Linked DNA regions of Danio rerio: region 1 is linked to region 2. A link is a contact called in public HiCAR-type data. All regions are on one chromosome and are shown on one strand. The core of a region is the stretch at or near the end of the contact, and the rest is flanking DNA. Distances in the headings are between cores, read along the strand shown.

Region 1 (4,407 bases), core at 910-3,409, 57 kb after region 2:
AATTAAACTTTACTTACATGCTTTTATTTACCATTAATTCCTGCTTTGCATCCTTCTGGTGTGTTTAAAACATATGCTATTAATTTAATAAACAGATTGAAGATTCTATAGCAAAAAGTGGAGTTTTTTTTTATAAATTCCAAAATCAAAAACCCAATGAAACGACATTGAACATCCATAAATCATAAAATCAATAAGCAAATACTATAAAGTAAATATGAAAAAAATTATATAAATAACATATAAGAAAAAAGAAAGTAACAAATACTGGGTTAATGTTAAAACCCAAACACAATATTATTCCCTTCAGTCACCTTCCCTGTTCCTTACATTTAGGATGCAGGGCCCAGAGCTTACATTATTATGATTAATTAAATTAAGACATAACTTTTATAAACATGTCTCAGGAAAAGTATTACCGGTGTGCAAAATATATCAGTGAAAGACACTTCAGTACTATTGCATTTCAGTAAAATGCCTTTAAAAAATAAAAAAATAAATAAATAAACGTCTGTAAAAGCAGGAAAAAACTAAATATTTTATATAAGTGGACTATGTTTATTAATCTGTAATTGCCTACTTTTGATAAATGTGCTATTAAATTATGATTTCATTGTATCATAAGGATTTATGATATCCTTTTCCCCTCAGTTTTTCTATGCCTGAAGAATAACGTTAGTTTCATTTCATATTCGCGGTCCAATTTACAAAATAAATCAGGTATATAACGGGGCAGGCAATGGAGCAAATGCCATAGCTGTGTCTGTGCACGGATTTGGGTTCTTATGTGTTCCATAAAAATGCACATTGTCATCAAAATGTTTGCCGTTGTATTTATATCACAAAAACAAAATGTTCAAAAATCTTACTTTTACATAATAGTAATGCACATAATATACAGTTGCAATCACAATTATTTGCAACCTGAATTATTAGCCCCCCTATTTATTTTTTTCTCCCAATTTTAGTTTAACGGAGGGAAGAACTTTTCAACACATTTCTAAACATAATAGTTTTAATAACTCATTTCTAATAACTGATTTATTTTATCTTTGCCATGATGACTGTAAATAATATTTGACGATATTTTTCAAGACACTTCTATACAGCTTAAAGTGACATTTAAAGACCTAAACAGGTTAATTAGGTTAAGGGCAGGTTAGGGTAATAAGGCAAGTTATTCTATAGCGATGGTTTGTTCTGTAGACTATCGAAAAAAATATATAGCTTAAAGGGGCCAATAATTTTGACCTTAAAATGGCTTTTAAAAAATTAAAAACAGCTTTAATTCTAGCCAAAATAAAACAAAAAATACTTTCTGCAGAAGAAAAAATATTAGCAGACATACTGTAACAATTCCCTTGCTCTGTTAAACATATTTTGGGAAATATTTAAAAAAGAAAAAAGAAATTCAATGGGGGGCTAATAATTCTTATGTCTACTGTCAGACCTTTGCGATAATATAAGATCAATTAATGAAGTATATGCATAAATCTAACCGTAAGCCTAAACTTAACACAAACGGTAAACGTATCCCTTAGATCTGATTGGCTGTTTGGACTGTTGTTCCAGGATCAACATAGATGTTACTCCAGGAACAAGTCCTACTTGGTGAAATCATCGAAAAGCCATCGAAAATTATGTGAAACCCAAAAAAAAAAAAAAACACTAAAACATTTCTCAAAATATCTCAATGTCTTAAAGACAAAAGTCAAGCAAATTATCCCAATCATTTCACTGTGCATTTCAATGTGAATCCAAAACACTGAAGGATCTGAAAAACTGCAGCAAGTTGAAGATTTGAGTTGGATTTACGCCATGATTCTTTTGGCCAAACCACAACCAGCCCTGCAGACTGTCACCAACATTTCTCACTGTGAAGACTAAAATTGCTGAATGAACAGCGAACAAAAAAAAAACACACACATCTTAACCAAGCGGAAAGCTCATGTTTTCTCTCACAGATCTGGATGAAAGACCTGGCTGGACTGCAGAAATGAGTTTTGATCTGGTTTCTCACCTTATCTACATGACAAAGTATGAGTCTGTTACAAATGACGACCAGTGAAATATGCTTCTGAAGACACACACACACACACACCTGCTGTTCTGCCAAGATTTAACAGCCCAAAGCATTACACAACCCGTGGGCACAAGTACAGACATATACTGTACATTCACACACACACACTTACACTATAAACATCAACACACACCTATCCACATATTCCCAGAGCACATTTCAGATCATAAACAAGGTGTGTAGGAAGATCATCATGCGGCCCTAAGTGTCAATTTCCACCTCTTTTCTCTTTCCCACATAGACGCAGAAACACAAACACACAGAATCAAAAAGTTATTTTTGCAACTACTTATATAAAATGAGTTTTTTTGGGGGACGACTTAATCATTTTAAGTTCAATCTACCTAAATTTGAAAAAATCCACTTAAATTTGTGACAACATGAAGGAATTGCGCCCTGTATTTTTTTCACTACATTTATGCATTTATATATTTAAACATATTTGATATTTCTACATTTTCATTGTATTTAAGCACATTCATTCTCAACAAAACTAACAGTGAATGAGAATCTGCGCAATTCTGAGGAAGAGAAAGTTGAGGTTTTCTCTCTAAGATGACCACACGCTGACAGCAAGATTTGCAGCTCCAATCCTTCCCCTGAAAACAGCAGCGTAAGTATAATTATAAAACTGGACTACACTAAGAAAACGGTCTAGGATTCATTTAGAAACAGTTTTCACTGTCAAATTGCACCAAAAAAATAAAAATAAAAAATGCGGCACATTAAATAAAACGTGGCATATTTGAACCAGAACGACTGAAACAGCATTATATTGTGATCTTTATTTCATCAGATCCATATTTCAATAATTTTATTTATATTTGTTTTCATAAATCCGTGCTGGTGGTCAATCTCGAAAAAGTTGTAAAATTTAGGGGGGCTAATAATTTTGACTTTAAGTGTATATCAAACATAATGGCTGATTGATGTTTAAAGGAGCCTGTTAAATTTGAAGTACTAAGCCAGTAAAGAAGTTAAAAAGCTGTCTGATGTGCTACATGCACAGGCCCTATTGAGTTAATCTAAATAACAGTTAACTAGATTGTTGCTCCATCTCGATTGACTTTTTTTTAAAAGTATTAAAATGATTATATGAGCTACATACTGTAGTTTAATTGAGTTTTTGAAGTGTGCTTTGCTTTTGTTTCCCTGATTTAAATTTTTTGTTAAAAATTTTTCCAGTCCAACTTCCAAAATAAATCAGGTATATAACGGGGCAGGCAATGAAGCAAAGGCCATAGCTGTGTCTGTACACGGATTTGTGTTCTTGTGTGTTCCATAAAAATGCACATTGTCATTAAAATGTTTGCCGTTGTATTTAACAAAAAACAAAATGTTTAAAAATCTTACTTTTACATAATAGAAATGTACATAATATACAGTTGAGATCACAATTATTAGCCCCCCTGAAATATTAGCCCCCTATTTATTTAAAATAGTCTTAAAATAAATACTTTTTAAATTTTATTTTAGAGTAAACAGTTGGGTTTTACCACAACTATTATTTACAACTATTAAAACTATTATTAGCTTAATATAAACATAAATCAAAAGGATTAGACTATTAGCATCTCCCCTTTAAAATGAACAAACTTGTTTAAATATTTTTCCTTTTTAGATGGATAGTTCATCCAAAAAGTGAAAACTGTCATCATTTACACAACCTTTACTTGTTTCAAACCGGTTTGTGTTTTTTCTTTTTCTTTCTGTTGAACAAAAAAATAAGTTCTTTTGAAGAAAGCTGGAAACCTGTAACCATTGACTTACATTGACATTGTATTTGTTTATCCTTTCATGGAAGTAAATAGTTACAGGTAACTAATGTAAAAAAAAAAAAAAAAAAAAAAAAAAAATATATATATATATATATATATATATATATATATATATATTTATATATAGTTGAAGTCATTATTATTAGCTTCTCTGTTTATTTTTTCCCTCAATTTATGTTTAACGGGAGATTTTTTTTTCAGCACATTTCTAAACATAATAGTTTTAATAACTCATTTCTAATAACTGATTTATTTTACTTTTGCCATAATGACAGTAAAAATAATATTTGACTAAATATTTTTCAAGACACTTCTATACAGCTTAAAGTGACATTTAAAGGCTTAACTGGGTTAATTAGGTTAACTAGGCAGGTTAGGGTAATTAGGCAAGATATTGAATAACGTTGGTTTGTTCTGTAGACTTTCAAAAAAATATATAGCTTAAAGGGGCTAATAATTTTGACCTTAAAATGGCTTTTAAAAAAAATTAAAAACTACTTTTATTCTAGCCGAAATAAAACAATCTGTATGTGTATACATATATAT
Region 2 (4,275 bases), core at 225-2,724:
AGCATCAGAATGGGGAAGAAAGGGGATTTAGGTGAACGTTCACATCTTTGAACGAGTATTTCAGAAACTGCTGATCTACTTGGATTTCCATGCACAACCATCTCTACGGTTTACAGAGCATGGTCCAAAAGAGATGATATTATCCTGTGAGCTGATAGAAAGGCAACAACCGAGGTATGCAGAAGAGCATCTCTGAACGCACAACACGCCAACCTTGAGGCATATGGGCTACAGCAGCAGAAGACCGGGTGCCACTCCAGCCAGCTAAGAACAGGAAACCTATGGTACAATCCGCACAGGCTCACCAAAATTGAACAATAGAAGACTGGAGAAACTTGCCTGGTCTGATGAGTCTCGATTTCTGCTGCAACATTTGGATGGTAGGGTCAGAATTTGGCATCAACATCATGAAACCATTGATCCATCCTGCCTTGTATCAGCGGTTCAGGCGGGTGGTGGTGGTGTAATGGTGTGGGGGATATTTTCTTGGCACACTTTGGGCTCATTAGTACCATATGAGCATTGTGTCAACGCCACAGTCTACCTGAGTATTGCTGCTGACCATGTCCATTCCTTTATGAACACAGTGTACTCATCTTCTGATGGCTACTCCTAGCAGGATAACGCACCATGTCATAAAGCGAGAATCGTCTCAGACAGGTTTTTTGAACATGATAATGAGTTCACTGTATTAAAATGGCCTCCACAGTCACCAGATCTCAATCCAATAGAGCACCTTTGAGACGTGGTTGATTGAGAGATTCGCATCATGGATGTGCAGTGACAAATCTGTCAGACAAATCAGACCAACAACTGTATGATGCTATATAGCCTCTGAAAAATTAAAATCTCTGAGGAACATTTCCAGTACCTTGTTGAATCTGTAATGAAGGATTAAGGCAGTTTTGAAGGCAAAAGGGGGCCCAACTCGGTACTAGTAACGTGTACCTAATAAAGTGGCCGGTGGGTGTATAAGCTCATTTGAGATTCCTGTGTTGCTCCTCTGCTTTATTTTGTCTTTGTTTTCTCCATAGTACAGTAATATTTAACATATGTCTGTAAGATTGCTGCAGAAAGATTTGTTAAGAGTTTTGGAGGTTATTTATGCTCTGCAGAAAGTAATTTTTTAATTCTAAGAATTTTTATTTTTAATATTCATATATTTTCGGTTTTAATATACCTAATTTAATCCATTTTTAAATTTTCACCCAATGTTTATAATTTAATGGAAGTTACTCCCATAATTCACTCAAGCATCATGGGGTGCAGGAAAAAGGTGGATAATTATCAACATTTACAGTTTCTTCCTTATGACAGACAGACAACAGAACCAAAAAAAAAGAAAGAAAATGAGGGTTTTTGCATTTGTGTCAACCTGAGGCTTAGAAATGGATGTTTTGCAATGTGTACCAAGCATTTCATGAAAGCCCAACCTTAAACTGTAAGCTGTAATGTCGCAACTCTTCCAATAGGGGGCAGAAGTGGCACTTCCAAAATCCTGGCGATTCCCTGAGGCCAGACGATCATCTGGATTCCTTTAACTCCTTGCATATTTTCAAATCACAAACACCCTGCTTGCTGGGAATTATCAGATGACATATAAACATTATTGAAAATCTTTGGAAATGCTTAATACATGTTTACGCTGAATTATAGAGGCAAAACATCATGAAAAAGCGTCTTTTTTTCACACAAATCTAACAATGAATCTTTGTGTTTTTTCATCCAGCGTGAGTTCAGCCAGGAGTACACCTGCTTTTCATTCTTTTTAGACCACTGTGTTATTCATAGGCCGATATATCTTCCAAATAGAAAGGAACTTAAAGCCAAACTGTGTGTAGTTTCTTCCTCATGAAGATGGACTCTCTGCAACCCGGACGCCTGAAAGAAACAGTTTCTAAGTGCCTTGGGGAAAAGAAACGAATGTGACTGTGGTCCTGCTAACACGCGGTACGTTTACATGGACTACAGTGTTCTGAGATAAATATGATTAAGGCAATCCTCTGATTAAGGTTCTAACATGTAAACAGAAGGCATCCTAAAAGTAAACAAAAATTGAGTTAAGTATTTCTATTTTAGCTGCATTGTTTAAGTGCCGTAGAGACACATTAATCACCCTATTATTGTTGTGCAGGACTGTTCACTCCATTTTGCATAAGGATTCGCACTAAGGTGGCATGAGCAGTGCTAAATTTGAGCTGGGTCTTGCCGGATGCTGTTCTGGAAAATGTCAAAAATTAGTGTTCTGTGTTCCGGTATTTATTTTAATGGATCCAGAATTAACTCGTGCGTAGTAAATACCTACATGTTTGTGTGTGTGTGAGAAAGAGAGAGAATGTGAATGAACGCTAGCGAAGGCTGTGTGGATTGTGTGCGGACGACGGTAGTTATCAAGCGCAATATTTTCAGCCAATCAGCTTCCTTATGTTTAATCACGTGCGCAGTGAGCAGCGAAAATAAATAGTGGCCTACCTGAATAATATATATATATGTATGTGTGTGTGTGTGTGTGTGTGTGTGTGTGTGTGTGTATGTATATATATATATATATATATATATATATATATATATATATATATATATATATATATATATATATATATATATATATATATATATAAATATATATATATATTGACCTTATTCTAAAATGCGGAAGTGCGCCTGTTTTCGCGATTGTCTTAGAACTTCCGATTCAGTCGCCTATTGGAGAAATGACTAGGAATAATAAACGGCAGAAAATGGTCAAACTACTTGCTCCACAAACAAATGTTTGCATGACTACACAGACCAAGTAGAATAATATAAGAAGAAAATATCAAATTGCAACATCAAGCAGCGTAACGAGCAGTTTTTAACGTCAAAAAATGAATGGAAGTGAATGTGACCGGAAGTGGCGAGACAAAAAGATTCAAATGGCAGCGCCCGCTCGTCGGCGGAGAATATGGTGAACACTGTAACTCGGTATATATGTGAAGTGAATTTCATGTGCAAATGAAGTGAACTTGACACGCTAAATTTGGCAAGTAAACTTTAAATGTTCACGCGTGTAATTATTAGCGAATAACAAAATCGATTTTTAGGGCAAAGCAGTGGCGCAGTAGGTAGTGCTGTCACCTCACAGCAAGAAGGTCGCTGGGTTGCTGAATCGAGCCTCGGCTTAGTTGGCGTTTCTGTGTGGAGTTTGCATGTTCTCCCTGCGTTCGCGTGGGTTTCCTCTGGGTGCTCCGGTTTCCCTCTCAGTCCAAAGACATGCGGTACAGGTGAATTGGGTAGGCTAAACTGTCCGTAGTGTATGAGTGTGTGTGTGAATGTGTGTGTGGATGTTTCCCAGAGATGGGTTGTGGCTGGAAGGGCATTCTCTGCGTAAGAAATTAGCTGGATAAGTTGGCGGTTCATTCTACTGTGGCGACCCCGGATTAATAGAGACTAAGCCGACAAGAAAATGAATGAATGAATTCGAGGCGTAAAAACTTGCTGGATAAGTTGGCGGTTCATTCCGCTGTGGCGACCCCAGAATAATAAAGGGACTAAGCCGACAATAAAATGAACGAATGAAAATTGATTTGCGCAAATCGCATCTGGTGTGATGATGCACAAAATGAAAGCCTCACCCTCTATTTAATATTACATTTCAGTCGGAATTACATCAAGATGCTAAAGTCTCAGACTTCCAACTTTAAGTACAAACATCTTAAGTGGGACTTGAGCGTAGCATTAGTATTATAACATCTAAAGCAGGAACATGACAGGTATATTCTAAAATCAACTCAGGTAAACACCTCAATCATAATATTGCCTTATTCAGAAGAAGATAAATAATTGGATGACTCATGACCATGTAAACGTACCCACTGAAATCAACACAGTGGCGCGCTTTAAGGACAGCTGCATGTAGAAGTGCATCTGAGGTATTTTGTGTCCTCTCATTCACAGCAAAATGATTGTGAGTTCAGAGATGAGGCGGTTCGGCTGTGGAAAGCAGAGGTAGACCTCTGTAAGGCAAAAGAAATAAAAAAAAAAACTCCAGAACGTTGCGAGACTTCCCAAACGTGCATGCAAACCAGGAAAAACTCACTTAATCCGGCATGGTATTCCGTAATGAATGGGTTGGACAGTATTTAGCGCATTGCGTAATGTTCCTGCCGTGTGTTTCGTACATGAGGAGTTTATGTGATTTGATGCGGCGCCTCCAGCATCTCCATGAGGAAAGTGTCGATCGGCGTGTCTCCAATTAACTTGAAGAAAAAGAGATGCTCCAGACACTTGAGGCCG

The links. HiCAR-type assays count read pairs that join an accessible place to other places.
Region 1: a HiCAR-type map of caudal fin shows a contact between it and region 2, with 4 times the contacts expected there. The contact joins two enhancer-like sites. A contact is called at or near these places in 1 of 18 Hi-C or Micro-C datasets (caudal fin) and 1 of 4 datasets of contacts at active chromatin or transcription factors (caudal fin).

What each region holds. Positions count from the first base shown.
Region 1 is chr5:70,456,637-70,461,043 of GRCz12tu, forward strand. It overlaps a transcript of rxrab not described here. Among named protein-coding and RNA genes, the nearest start is that of rxrab, 20 kb to the left of the region's middle. Within about 2 kb of position 2,160, at least 2 of the 62 cell types and tissues checked have an H3K27ac peak or open chromatin away from gene starts, as enhancers often do. A contact at or near this core is called in caudal fin, where this site is marked.
Region 2 is chr5:70,400,282-70,404,556 of GRCz12tu, forward strand. rxrab (retinoid x receptor, alpha b) reads right to left here. Exons shown (of 9, transcript NM_131153.1): 9 at 4,085-4,275. The coding sequence ends at 4,170. Among named protein-coding and RNA genes, the nearest start is that of brd3b, 20 kb to the left of the region's middle. Within about 2 kb of position 1,475, at least 3 of the 62 cell types and tissues checked have an H3K27ac peak or open chromatin away from gene starts, as enhancers often do. A contact at or near this core is called in caudal fin, where this site is marked.